2 separate regions of the Mus musculus genome follow, and region 2 is linked to region 1. A link is a contact called in public capture Hi-C data. All regions are on one chromosome and are shown on one strand. Each heading gives the region's core, a stretch centred on a gene start, on an enhancer-like site or on the middle of the called end of the contact. The rest is flanking DNA. Distances are from core to core; before and after follow the strand shown.

Region 1 (2,864 bases), core at 146-2,645:
CCTTCTACAGTGTTAAAACACGTAACTTCCCGTGCCTCGTTTGTGTCTCATCTCTCTTGGTCGTTGCTGTTTTTATAGTGTCCAGACTGGTGACCATTTCCAAGGACCCATACGAAGCGTGTGATGGCGCCCATGCCCTCGTTATCTGCACTGAGTGGGACATGTTTAAGGTGATGTAGAGGCATTCCAGTGCAAACACAAGTTGGGTCTGTGTCTACATGTGTGTCCTAATTATTCACTGGTACATCTACACAGGAACTGGATTACGAACGGATTCATAAAAAAATGCTGAAGCCAGCCTTTATCTTTGATGGTCGGCGTGTCCTGGATGGGCTCCACAGTGAGCTACAGACCATTGGCTTCCAGGTAATCAGGATTCTAAGCCGGCTGTTTTGCTTGTTTGGTTTGGTCTGGTTATCATTATTTTGTTTTAGTTATTATTGTGTGTGTATATGCATGACTTTGGGTGGGGCATATGTGGAGGTCAGAGGACAACTTTGTAGAGTCAGTTCGCCCACCCCTTCCTTCTCCTGTCACAGGGCTTCGGGCTTGGGCAGAAGTACCTTTACCCTCTGAGCCACCTCAGTGCCCACCCAGACGATCTGTGAACCCATTGATGGGTTTCAAAGCGTCACATTTTCTAAGTTAGCAGTAGGACAGTAAGATAACCAGGACAAGAGGCCTGTTCTCTGCAAAGTCTGGGTTGTTCGTTTGTAACCTAAGGTTGGTGTCCTTTACTTGGCAGTAGAAGGGTATCAGGTGCCTATCATACGGAAACAGTGTGTGCCCTATCGTAAAGGTGAAGAAGACCCACTGTGGTTCCATGGTGCACTCTTGTTATGCACAGCTGAGCTTTACCCCAGTGAAGCCTGGGTGAGGGGTGGGGTTTGACTGTGGGTGGCCTCTGAGGAACTGCTTCACCTGGAACAACACTGTCATCCTCCTGTGAGAATAGCTACCATCCACCTCGCCGGGTACCCAGGCTCGTGGCCGGCCTGGTGTTGCTCCCGTACCTTTCAGACACTCAGCCCTGCCTGTGCCGTGAGAAGTCTGAGGGAACAATGTGGGCCTTAGGAGCCCTGTCTGCATTCGCATTCATTCATGTGGAGCTGGGGAGCTGGCAGAACAGGCCCAGAGCAGAGCATCTGTGTGTCACCGGTCTTTGCTGCACCAGGGCTCTGCAAGTACTAGCGAGTTGTTACTTGCAGCCTCCTGCAGCCGTGTGGACGGCGGAGAGGCTCCTGGCAGAGTAATTTAGGGAAGACGAAGAACAGTTGGTGGAGGAGGGCCGCCGCCGCCAGCATGGCGCCAAACTGAGCTTCAGCACGGCCTTAGCACTGGCTTAGCGGCAGCGCCAGGAAGGCCTTATCTGCTCACCACAAAGACTGGTCTGCTTTCTTTAACCTCTCACTCACTCGCTAGAGGGCCTTTTCTCTGCCGTTTGTTTGTGAGATACGAGGTCTCAGCAGAGTCAGCTGGCAACTCTGTTAACTCCTTGGAAACTCCCCCATCTTACTCTCCTTAGCGAGCAAGTGAGCAGCAGGGCTGCTTTTCCCTGGTTTTGATTTAAACTTTGGAGTGTTGTTTTTTAAATGTTATTTCCAAGACAAATATAGAAAGATAAATATTTTTAAAAGTTTTAGCTGGGTGCATACCTTTAATCCCAGGTCTTGGGAGACAGAGACAGTTGGATCCCTGAGTTTCAGGCCAGCCTGGTCTATCTATGTAGTGAGTTCCAGGACAGCTACAGAAAACCTGTCACAACAACTAACTAACTAACTAACTAACTAACTAACTAACTCAATGCCTGGAGAAATGGCTCTGCTCTTGCACAGGACCCTTCCAGCACCCACATGGTGAGTCACAGACATCTCTAACTCCAGTTCTAGGTAATTAGGGGTCCTCTTCTTGTCTCCAAGGATACCAGCCACATACACAGTGTACATATATATATGCACATATAGGCATATAAAAATGAATGATCCTGGGGCTGGAGAGATGGCTCAGCGGTTAAGAGCACTGACTGCTCTTCCAGAGGTCCTGAGTTCAATTCCCAGCAACCACATGGTGGCTCACAACCATCTGTAATGGGATTAGATGCCCTCTTCTAGTGTGTCTGAGGACAGCAACAGTGTATTCACATACATGAAATAAACAAATAAATATAAAAAAAAAAAAAAGAATGATCCTGAGTTCTTTGAAAACTTAACTCCCCAGTAAGATTTTTTTTTTAATTGAATTCAGCTGGGTTTGGTAGCGCCCTTCTCCACTTGTGCACTTGGGAGGCAGAAGCAGGGTGACCAGGAGTGCAAGGTCACCTCTGCTGCATAGGTAGCTCCAGGCCTGCCTCAAAGATAAAATAGGAAATGGGAGCCCTAACTCAGGGAGAGTATGTAAGTCACTCGGTAAGAAAATAGACTACTGTAAATAAAGCAGGCATCCCTTGTAGTGTGAGTCAGATGAAAGAATTAACTTTTAATTCAAACGAGATATAGAAATAGAATAGTATGTTTATCTCTACTAGAGAAAAGATAAATTTACACTGGTAAGGGGTGGTGTGGACTGGAGAGGTGGCTCGGACTTTAAGAGTACTCACTGCTCTTCAGGAGGCCCTGATTTCAGTTCCTAGTATGTGCACATATAGGCAAACCCTCGTATGTATGTATGTATGTATGTATGATCTACATAGTGAGTTCCAGGACAGCTAGAGAAAACCTGTTACCAAAAAAAAAAAAAAAGATAAGGCAGCTCACAACTGTCTGAGCCCCTCTGGTGTACGGACGTACATGCCAACTACCCGGATACATAAAAGGTGAGGTGCTTGTGTCTTTTTTAACTTGATAATTGCAGGTGCTGGTGCACCC
Region 2 (2,864 bases), core at 98-2,597, 180 kb before region 1:
ACCTACTTCTGCCTCCTATTGCTGTGACAAGGGTGTGCACCACCACAACTGGAGCTAAAATATCAAATCCATGTTGCAATTTCTAAAAGGCAAATCCAGGTTTGCATTTTTAACCAGGTGTGATAGAACAGCTCTACTGTTTCTTGAAGAAATCCTCATGCTCGAAAATATGAACAGCAGTAATGAGGCATGGTCACATAAACATGTAATCCTAGCACTGGGAGAAAAAGTCCCCCAAGTTTGAAGCCAGCCTGGTCATACTGTAATTTCCAGGACAGTGAAACCCTGTGTGAACAAGTAAAATAAAAACCCGAGCATTAGCAAGGATACAGTATAATCTCAAAGCCAAGCTGGTATACTCAAGGAGTAATTGTGCACATCTCCTTCTTTAAATTTATCTAAGGGTAGTGCTAGGAACTGGCAAGTACACCACTGGCTGCATCGCAAATGGGCCTGGTGCAGTGTCACTTCCCGTAGGACCCACACTGGCTCTCCATGGCTGCCCTCCAGGAAAAAGATCTCTTCAAAGGCATGAACTGACCATTGCCACACTGAAGAGAGGTGCCATTATATGGATCAGAAGGTGTTTCAAAGTACAAACCAGAAGTGCCCTGGGTCGGAAGATGTGCTTAGTGAAGGGATACACTGCAGGCAGGGGCTGGGCTGCACACTATTGGCAACGGAACCCAGAGCCCCATACATGCTACAGGACCTACCTGAGCTCATATGCCATCTTGCTTTCATGCAACAGAGTGCATGCTCTTTCATGAGGATCTGAGCCTGAGTCCCAGAATCTCAAAACAGGCATGGACACACATAGCACTAGGGTAAGACCCTTTCCGAAAGAGAAAGACATTAGGTATCCTCTGACTCACATGCAAATGTGTGAATTGTGATACCAGTAGTAGCAAGAAAAAGGAGGTAGCATGCTTTCCTCGGATCTTTTGTTGATACAAAAAAATCCTTGTGCTTCTGAGAACTGATACAGTGTGCAACACAGGTACCCTGTTACTGATTCTCAAAACCAAAAGTGAACATTTAGAATAACTGTCATGAACAAAGACAATTGTGCTAGTGTTATGTAAATTGGCTATTTCCGGATTGCAGTTTTGTCTTAGACTATAAACCCTACTCCCCAGTTTTTTTGTTTTTCTTTTAAACAAAGGATCTATGAAACTCTCACTAATCTCAAATCATAGCGATCCTCCAGCCTCAGCGTCCTCAGTGTCAGGATTACAAGCATATATTATACTCTTCTCAGTTTTAAAGTCAGTACTAGAGCCTCAAGTATGCTCAGTGTACTCTGCCCAAGTACAGCCCTGCTTTCAGGTTATGCAGCGGAGCTACTTCTCTAAGGTCAAACACCAAGTGGTTCCTGCCTTAATGTTGACCACCTTACTGGTGAGAGCTTGTCTTAGATGCAGCCTTGGTTTATGAAAAAGCACTTCCGCTGGGTGATGGTGGCTCGTGCCTTTAATCCCAGCACTCAGGAGGCAGAGGCAGGTGGATTTCTGAGTTTGAGGCCAGCCTGGTCTACAGACTGAGTTCCAGGACAGCCAGGGCTACACTGCCTTGAAAGAGAAAAAGCCCTTCCTACTCCTCACTCTAGCTCCCCGACAAGCAACAGAAACAACTCTCCAGTGCACTACGCTGGCACTGTCTGTTTTGTTGGTTACATGAGATTTTGCAGTCCTATGTGATAGAAAGTTAGTTTAGGCAACTGATGAGCTACTGAGCTAAACTCCCCACCCCACAATCAGTTTAAGAGGTTCGATAATTAGGTCATTAGGTCTATGTACTTTACCAAGCAAACTTGTAAGTAAGCCAGTTTGCTGCCGCTTTGGGCTTGAACACGAAGGAATCTGTTTGGCCCACTACTGAACAAATTCAGGTCTGTAGGACACACGGGCAGGATCAGAGGCGGGACTGCTGATCCTGCTGCCTCGGCTTGCCAAGTTCTGAGATTGGAGCAGCAGGCTTACACACCTGGATACACCTCTACCATTGCAAATGATTGTTTCAAACACTGTTAAACACTAAATACTTACCTAGATGAAGAACAAGATCAGAAAAAAAGCTGGCTTTATGTTTATTATATGGTCTAACAATGTAGCTTGGTAAACCTGGAACTGGACACATAGACAGGGCTAGCCTCAAATCTGCCTGTCTCTCTCTGCCTCCTGAATATTGAAATCAATACCACAACACCTAGTACCAGCTTAGTCATCTTAAATTAAAACTAAGATTAATCATGACATCAAGAGCATTCAGAGTTTTCATGGTACAACACAACCTTGCCACAACTTGTGTGGAAATATGAAAACTGAACAGTGTTGCCTCAAACACCAGGGGAAGAGAGGAACTTAAACGCTCGCTCAGAACTCAGCTCTGTAATGTTCCAGTACAAAGCAGGTGACTAGGAACCTAAGTCCTTCACAAACTCAAAGACTTGACAATTCACAGAAACTTAGCACACACACCATCACTATGAAGCTGTAACTCTTAGCACACACACCATCACTATGAAGCTGTAACTCTTAGCACGCACACCGTCACTATGAAGCTGTAACTCTTAGCACGCACACCGTCACTATGAAGCTGTAACTCTTAGCACGCACACCATCACTATGAAGTTGTTGAGGGCGTCTAACTGCTTCTTGTTTAATGTGATGAATCAATTCCCTGTCTAGAAAGAAGACTCAGAAATGAGATATAAAACATGTGCAGGGGGAATGTGCATGCATTTATTTTTAAGAATTCCCAATAATGGGGAAAATTCAACATCTTTAAAAATGTGTTTATTTTTTAAAAATTCAGTTGTATACAAAAGTGTTTCGTAGTTTTTAATTCTCAAGACAGACACC

The links. Capture Hi-C pulls out chosen DNA fragments and counts their contacts.
Region 2: a contact with region 1 is called in a capture Hi-C map of embryonic stem cells, with 4 times the contacts expected there. The contact joins two enhancer-like sites. A contact is called at or near these places in 4 of 39 promoter capture datasets (the 3T3-L1 cell line, 3T3-L1-derived adipocytes and the C10 cell line), 1 of 15 datasets of contacts at CTCF or cohesin (large pre-B cells), 21 of 484 Hi-C or Micro-C datasets (the C2C12 cell line, ECoMG myeloid progenitors, the G1E-ER4 cell line and 10 more), 1 of 115 datasets of contacts at active chromatin or transcription factors (embryonic stem cells) and 5 of 9 other capture datasets (adipose tissue, embryonic stem cells, embryonic tail and 2 more).

The regions. Positions count from the first base shown.
Region 1 is chr5:65,414,327-65,417,190 of GRCm38.p6, reverse strand. It overlaps Ugdh (UDP-glucose dehydrogenase), which reads left to right. Exons shown (of 12, transcript NM_009466.2): 10 at 79-170; 11 at 256-366. Among named protein-coding and RNA genes, the nearest start is that of Ugdh, 20 kb to the left of the region's middle. RefSeq lists an enhancer at 619-2,216. Within about 2 kb of position 1,395, at least 121 of the 459 cell types and tissues checked have an H3K27ac peak or open chromatin away from gene starts, as enhancers often do. A contact at or near this core is called in embryonic stem cells, where this site is marked.
Region 2 is chr5:65,598,849-65,601,712 of GRCm38.p6, reverse strand. Ube2k (ubiquitin-conjugating enzyme E2K) reads right to left here. Exons shown (of 7, transcript NM_016786.4): 7 at 2,724-2,864. Among named protein-coding and RNA genes, the nearest start is that of Gm40309, 59 kb to the right of the region's middle. Within about 2 kb of position 1,347, at least 9 of the 459 cell types and tissues checked have an H3K27ac peak or open chromatin away from gene starts, as enhancers often do. A contact at or near this core is called in embryonic stem cells, where this site is marked.